Linked DNA regions of Hordeum vulgare: region 2 is linked to region 1. Evidence: chromatin contacts called from public Hi-C data. All regions are on one chromosome and are shown on one strand. The core of a region is the stretch at or near the end of the contact, and the rest is flanking DNA. Distances in the headings are between cores, read along the strand shown.

Region 1 (3,956 bases), core at 1,013-3,512:
TGTACTTGAGACTCTTGTGATCGGTCAACACTTCAACCTTTCGTACCAACAAGAGGTGTCTCCAAGTCATCAGAGCGTGTACCACAACTGCTAGCTCAAGATCATGCACATGATAATTCTTCTCCATTGGCTTCAACTGCCTGGAGGTATAAGCAACCACTTTCTTCTCTTGCATCAGAACTGCACCAAGACCCTGAAGAGAAGCATCGCAGTACACCTGGTAAGGCTTGGAATCATCCGGAGGAACCAAGACTGGAGTGGAGGTGAGCTTCTCTTTGAGTGTGTCGAAGGCCAACTGGCACTCTAGAGACCAAGCATACTTCACACCTTTCTAAAGAAGACTTGAGAGCGGCTTAGCAATCTTGGAGAAGTTCTCAACGAACCTTCTGCAAAAGCTTGCAAGACCGAGAAAGCTTCAAAGCTGCTTCACATTCTGCGGAGGCTCCCATTCAACAATGGCATGCACCTTCGACGGATCAACTTTGATGCCCTCGGCAGAGATAATGTGCCCAAGATAGACAACTTCTTTCAGCCAGAACTCACACTTGGAAAACTTGGCATACAACTTGTACTCTCTCAGCTTATCAAGCACCAATCTGAGATGTTCTTCATGTTCTTCCTCAGTTTCATAAAAAACCAGAATGTCGTCGAGATAGAGAAAGACAAAGTCATTCTTGAACGGAGAGAATATGTAGTTCATCAAATGACAGAATGACGAAGGAGCATTTGCCAGACCAAAAGACATGACCGTATACTCATACGAGCCAAAACTAGTCCTGAAAGCAGTCTTGGGAATATCTTCTTCGCGAATGCGAATTTGATGATAGCCCATTCTGAGATCGAGCTTGGAGAAGACCTTAGCACCTTTCAACTATTCAAACAACTCAGTTATGTTCGGAAGTGGATATTTGTTCCTGATTGTCTTCTTGTTCAATGGACGGTAATCGACACACAGTCGGTCCGTGCCATCCTTCTTTTTGACAAACAGAACTCCACAGCCTAAATCCCTCAACTCATAGTCTGCTAGGGCCGCTCTAAATCTTTCCATTTGGCATTGTGCTCTAGTTGCCCCTGTCTTCTCATGGTTATACATTATCGCATTAAAATCACCACCACACACCCATGAGAAGTTAAGTTGCTGGTTGAGGACGCGGAGCAATTTCCAAGTTATCTTCCTTTTATCACTTGGAGGCTCTCCATAAATGCCAATAAATCACCATTTGAATACATCCTTTTCCATTACTTGTACATCAATGTGATACCTGGAGTAGCTGTGCAGCTCAATTTGTACTTCTTTCTTTCATAATAAAGCCACTCCACCACTCTTTCCTTCATAGTCTTTCACCATTATGTTTCCCCATACCTAGCATCCACTTAAACCTTTCCATCATCTTTTATCAAGTTTGGTCTCAGATAAGAAGAGGATGTCGGGATCCACCTACTTCTGGAGATCCAGAAGTCCTCTCACCGTCGGCCATTCCCCAATCCTCGTTAGTTCCATGCTAAATTTCTCATTTTGGCTCGCCAGACTGTCCCTGCAGTTCGGCGTTCACAATTTTTGAGTTGGTGTTTTCTTCTTCCTCTTCATTCCCCTCAACCTTCATCTTTGACTTCTTTGCTATTTCTATGTCGTCAAGTCCATCATGTTAGCCTTCCTCTTCTTTGGTTCCGTTATGTTGCTGATTTTCTTCCTTCCTCTCCATTCGCCTAAAGGTATCCCTTTTTGCATTTTTTTTCTCACTTCTGAAACTTGCTTTCTTCTTTGTTCTATACCTCTCCCCCCTTATGTGCCATCATGAATTTTATTGGCCCTTGTGATTCATGATTTACTTTTGTGGTGTTGTTAGTCTTCCTTTTATTTTTTTCCATTTTATTTCAGGTTTTTGTTTCTTTTCCGAAATATTTTTCATCGGGATTACCGAAGTAGCATCACCTGACTTGGTTAAATCCTCACTTACTTGGCTGCCTGATATGTTTCTCGTACTCCCTCCGTCCCAAAATAAGTGACTCAAAAATGACTCAACTTTGTACTAAAGTTAGTGTAAAATTGAGTCATTTTTAAGTCATTTATTTTGAGACGGGAGGGAGTAATTTGTTGCTCTTCGATATTTTGTCAAAAAGAAGGCAACCAAGATGGATCACACTAAAAAAGAAAAAGAAAACTGAAAATGACAGTGAGGTCCTAACCTCCCATAGACCATGGTTACCCGTTTCTTACCAACCCCAGTCCCGGGCCTGTTAAGACGCAGCGGCGCAAAACGGCAGCAGCCAAAAGCAAGGCCGAAACCGCGTCGGCTCACGGAGTCCACCAGCAGTCTCCTCCCCTCCTCCTCCTACCCCCGCCTCCAAGGCCCCTCCGCCCGCCCGCCGACCTGGTCCGCTGGTCTGGGGTGCTCCTGTCCGGCACGAATCCAGCGGCGTTTGTTGCGGGAATGCGGGGAGTTCATTGGTGAGCCGCTATGGGTTGCTTCCCGTGCTTCGATTCGAGCTCCGACGGGGAGCTGCTCTACCCCAAGCAGGGCGGCGGCGGCGGCGGCGGCGGCGGAAATGGCACAGGCGGACGGACTGCGGCTGCGGCATCGTCCTCCGGCGTCGGCGCCCGCGAGGAGAGACCCATGGTCCCACCGCGCGTCGAGAAGCTCCCCGCAGGTGCGTGCGCCTCTCCGATCGGCCTTCTGGTCGATTGATGGGAGTAGGATCGGATCCGTTGATGGTTTGATGCTCTCTGTTAGTCTCTTCTCCCTTTTCCTCCCACCGGCACCGCGGGCCGGAGTGGAGGGGAAGAGACGCTCGGTCTCAGCTTCTGACTTGTAGATTCGTGTAAGATAGTAATCGTTTCCTTAGAGCAACCCGGCCTTGCGCAGAATAATAGGTCAGATCTGGATCTTGTGGCGATCTTTTCGTCGACTTTGCGTGACCGTGGTGGCTGGGCAGTGGAAGAAGTGCCTCATGATGCTTTGATGCTCTCTGTTGGACTTTTCTCGCTGGACTATAGAATCTAGATGGCTGGTGACGATGGGCAAGGTGATCCTGGTGAATGGATTGAGGGAATAGACGTGAATAAAGTGTGGTTAGTAATTCCCTAAGATATTTCTGATAGAGTGTACAAATATGTGACCTACCAGGCTGGTTTTCGCGATTTGTCGTATGATTAGGAGTAGAATGCTTTTTTGGGTTGTTGTCTTCCTTCATCATGATTGTGTCTTCATCTGCATGACGATGTGAATATGTGCAGGGGCTGAGAAGGCAAGGGCAAAAGGCAATGCCGGAATGAAGGAGCTTTCAGATCTCAGGGATGCCAATGGTAATGTCCTCTCTGCGCAGACGTTCACCTTCCGTCAGCTTACCGCTGCCACGAGGAACTTCAGGGAGGAATGCTTCATTGGGGAGGGAGGGTTTGGACGTGTTTACAAGGGCCGTCTTGATGGAGGCCAGGTAACTTGTTTTGTTGGCAAAGCTAGGTTTTAGTTTTTGTTTCCGTCTTTCTTGTTTCTTGATGTTTAGAGTAGTACCGAGGTCACTTGGTTGTATCAAAGGCGCCATTGATTCCTCTAGGACATCCAAGAAAAGCAGTGTTTGCACATCATGAGTGGATTCCCAAATGCAAGAAAAGTCCATGTTCACTTATAGGCATAGCAGATTCAGTTTCTGCTGGCCTTGGCTGCTTGATTGTCCATAGGCCCTTCGTTAATTGAGCAAGATGAATCACATGAAACAATTAATGCTTGCCATCTGAATGAAGTATTTTATGTCCTAAAGCATGAGACGGGGCCTGGCACATGCAAAGCTGAAATGTTTGAAGCACCTGTTGCAGGTTGTTGCTATAAAGCAGCTCAATAGGGATGGAAATCAAGGAAACAAAGAATTTCTGGTGGAGGTCCTCATGCTCAGTTTGCTGCATCATCAAAACCTTGTTAATTTGGTTGGTTATTGCGCTGATGGAGAACAACGCCTTC
Region 2 (3,956 bases), core at 970-3,469, 150 kb after region 1:
CTTCTCTCATCCATCGCTGCTAGGCATTCCTGCAGTAGTGCGAGCCTCGCCGACCGCGCACCATCGCCTGTCCGACCGGTCCTCGTAGCGTGTCGGTTGCGCCCTGCTCTATTGCCATCCGGGTCGACCGAGCCATGCCCCTTTGCTGGCCGTGCTGGGAGGATTCCACCGGCCAAGATGATGTCATAGGAGGCCACAACAAGGTCAAGCTCATCCGATTCGAACCGACAACGATCGATTCCGGCGTCCAACGACCTTTTCCGGTGTGAAGTGACAAATTCCGGCAAGTTTAGGGAAGATTCCGACAAACTCCGCGACGGCGTGTTTGTTCCGACGAGGTTTGACTCGTATAAGGGGCCTCCTCAGTTCGTCCTTCCAACCTTTAAATATAAGGGTTTCAGGTGTTGATTTTTTGTGCCCCTTCAAAAATTTACGGGTTGACCACTTTTACGGTTTACTTTTGAACACTTTTAACGAAAAAGGGTTCCCCCGCTTTGTATTACAAAGCAACCAACCGATACAACCAGTGCTAGGTGGTAGGGTAAACATCACAATAGAAAGACAAAAGAAAAATAAGAGAAAAAAACGAGCAACACCAGATCAACGAAAGTTGTAGTGTCCGGCAACTGTTGCTGCCACCAGATAATTCGACTACACTCGAGTGGCATCAGATTGTCGTATGCCTAGCAACACCTTCAAGAAGGACTACGACGACAACCACACTGCTCCCCGGACAAGTCCTAGGATTTCTCCCGGCACACGGAGGGGAGTGGGGGAGAGGTACATCCGACGCCCTTCAGGAAGGGTGGGGTGCCCGTAGGCGTCACCGCACCGGTGTTGGCCAGATCCCACAGAGGTTTCTCCCGACCCCTCGCACCCACCGCCCGGAACCAATCCTTAGCTCCACCATGCCAACCACCCACCAACATGCGCCACCACAGTCACGAGGACACCACCGTCGTCTCACCACAGCAAACACAACAAGGCCGGCTGGACTGAGACACAACCACCATAGAGAGGGATCGGTAGTACCACGGCCGCGTGGGAGGGGTCAACCTCCACCAGCTCAAGCGGTAGTAGACGGTCGCAGGAGCAGGGGCAATGCCGGACCAACTGCCCAGCCGGACCCATATCAGGCCCGTTAAGCCCCCGCCGCCACGCTGCAGCAGAAGCAACACAGGAGGTGCCGCCAGACCAGCCGGAGATGACCCGCCGGAGACCGAACTGGCCCACCCCGACCCAGATCTAGGCCCAAAGGGCCCAGATTTGGGCCAGCATGGCGCCGTCGGCCAAGCTCCGCTGCCAACCCGTCGCGCCGCCGCCCGATCTGCCTCGGGGCATGGCCCGCCGAGGGCCACCGCCATCAGAGCACACCGCCCGAGTCGGGAACCGCGATGGGAAAAGGGAGGGGGCCGCCACCGCCGGCCTCACGGTGCCGTGCAGGCAAGCGCCCGACCATGCCTGCCGACGGCAGTGGCGAGAGGGAGGAAGGAAGGGGAGGTTTGGCGACGGGGGACGAAGGGGCCGTCCCGGTCACCTCGCTCAAGGAGGCGTCGTGGGGGTATTTGGATCTGCTAACCTGATCCTTGCGGGCTAATAAGGCGATCGTTTTGAACACTTTTTTGATTAAAACTGTAAAACGTGAAAAAATTATGGGATTTATCATATATATGGGTCTGTTAGAGTTGCTTTTATATACTCCATCCGTTTTAAAATATAAGACCTTTTAGGGATTTCACTAAAAGACTACATACGGAGCAAAATGAGTGAATCTATAATCTAAAATATGCTTATGTACATCCGTATATAGTTTATAGTACAATCTTTAAAGTCATGTTTGCATTGTCGTGTCTCCAACAAGTACATTTGTATAGAAAATACAGACCTCCGACGGCCGTTTATTTTACAACCAGAATTATATTTAGGAACGGAGGGAGTACTTATAAACGAGAGATAATAATGGTACAAAGCGCGTTCGTGAAAGTAACACTTTGCTCCGAGTTTACGCACGAATGACATATTTTGCACCCAAAAGCCAAAATCACCCATCGGGCGCGTCCGGTGCCCTCTGCCGTCCATTCTGCCTTCCTCTAGAAAACTGGAACAAAGCGGGCGCCAGCGGGAGAAGCTTCGCGCGCCCTGCATGCCTCCTGACTCCTGTCGCCTGGGAGGGGATATCCGGCGGTATAAGCCTCCGACGCTTGTCCCCGTCACATCCTATTCGCCTCCAACATCCAAAACCAAACCTAACGCGACCCCTCCGGAGATGTGTAAACCTTATCGCTTAACCTCCGCCCCTTTCTATTCTCACGTTTATCGCGCGTTTGAAGACACGAACGAAACGAACAGGCAAAGCGTGTGTGTGTATATATAGCGTCCTCCGCGGCTCCTCTCCCACATCCACAGCCAAGCAAGGGCCCATAAGTATTCGCCGTTTAACCGCCTCGGCCATCCTCGGTTGGCGCGACCCAGCGGTCGCAGTCGCACGTCGCCGCAGCCAGCCGACGGCACGTTCTTTCGTCCTTCGGCTTTGTCAGCGTACTATAGCCGTACGCACATGGCCCAGCCCAAGGCCGTGCGCGCCGCCGCCACCGCCGCCGCCGTGGTGCCGGACATCGCCGCGCAGCTGGACCTCGCCTCCGCGTGCATCAACGGTACGTGCGTGCGCGTGACTGAAATGCATGCGTGCGTCGTCGGTGGATGTACGTATAGCCTCATTGCATATCTTGTCCGAGTTGCCGCGCAGGCGCCGGGTCGATGATGGCTGCGCCGGCTGCCGTGGGCAGGCCGCCGCTGGTGGTGATCGGCCACCGCGGGAAGGGGATGAACTCGCTGGCGTCCCCGGACGAGCGGCTGCGGGAGGTGAAGGAGAACTCGGTGCGGTCCTTCAACGACGCCGCGCGCGTCGCCGGCGTCGGCTACGTCGAGTTCGACGTCCAGGTAAACTATTACAGCCGCAACTACGTACCCATTAGGGTTAGGTATTAACCGACCCCCGACGGAAGTCTCGATCGAGCTGGCGTTTGTGAAGTGAAGGGTGCCATGTGCAGCTCGGTCCTCTCCTTGGGCGGTGGCGGTGGGTGGCACGCGCCGGGGCAGGCTGTCTCCAGGTGCTGGCGAAGCGCGTGTACAGCACTACAAATTGGGCGACGTACCTGCCTGTGTGGATAACATTCCTCGGGCTCCAAATTTGACCGTGCATTTCCTTTATTAGTTCGGTCCAGGGCTCCAGGCGTCCAGCACGACTCCATTCCATCCGGATTATTTTTAGCCTAGTGGGGAAGTCGAGAAACCGTTTTTCTTTCTCTCCAGGGCTTTTTTATTTTTATTTTATGATCCGGCTGCGCTCGACAGACCTGGCAAGCTATGATGCGCGTGTGCGTCGTTTCATTTTGACGAAAAAAAGGTTTTTCTTGCTTTTATATATATAAAGCAAGCAACACCGAACAACCGATAGAAATGCAAACCCCACACGAACACAACACACTCACCCAAGGCTAAAAACACACAAGGACGCTGGAAACAGCAATTTCTCCCGCAACTGCAAAAGTGTGAAGTGTGACGGTTTTTAAAATGTCACATTCCATTTTGTTATTCAGGTGACCAAAGATGGGTGCCCGATTGTCTTCCACGACAATTTCATCTTCACCGAACAAGATGTAAGTGTCCAACAAACTCCCGATCAACTTTTCACTGCACAAAAGGAGAAGAAAAGAAGCATGCACCATATCCCGATGACCGATGCTGCAACCGCGAGGTCTGACGAAACAATGGCCAAAATTTCAGGGCAAAATCTCCGAGAAGCGCATCACTGATCTTCCACTGGACGAGTTCGTCTCCTACGGCCCACAAAAGGACCGGGACAAGGTACAAAGAACAGAACAACCGTGAACTGCAACCAACAACCATGCATATAGGACAACCCTGACATCTAATTCGCATCTTGATTCAGCTCG

Evidence for each region. A called contact is a pair of places that touch in the nucleus more often than the background predicts.
Region 2: a Hi-C map of seedling shows a contact between it and region 1, with 3 times the contacts expected there. The contact joins the promoter of LOC123430221 here to the promoter of LOC123426563 in region 1. A contact is called at or near these places in 3 of 6 Hi-C or Micro-C datasets (leaf and seedling) and 1 of 1 datasets of contacts at active chromatin or transcription factors (embryo).

The regions. Positions count from the first base shown.
Region 1 is chr2H:439,837,783-439,841,738 of MorexV3_pseudomolecules_assembly, forward strand. LOC123426563 (probable serine/threonine-protein kinase PBL7) reads left to right here and starts at 2,263. Exons shown (of 5, transcript XM_045110421.1): 1 at 2,263-2,649; 2 at 3,236-3,435; 3 at 3,815-3,956. The coding sequence starts at 2,460.
Region 2 is chr2H:439,991,871-439,995,826 of MorexV3_pseudomolecules_assembly, forward strand. LOC123430221 (glycerophosphodiester phosphodiesterase GDPD2-like) reads left to right here and starts at 2,220. Exons shown (of 8, transcript XM_045114104.1): 1 at 2,220-2,654; 2 at 2,747-2,940; 3 at 3,600-3,659; 4 at 3,787-3,867; 5 at 3,953-3,956. The coding sequence starts at 2,558.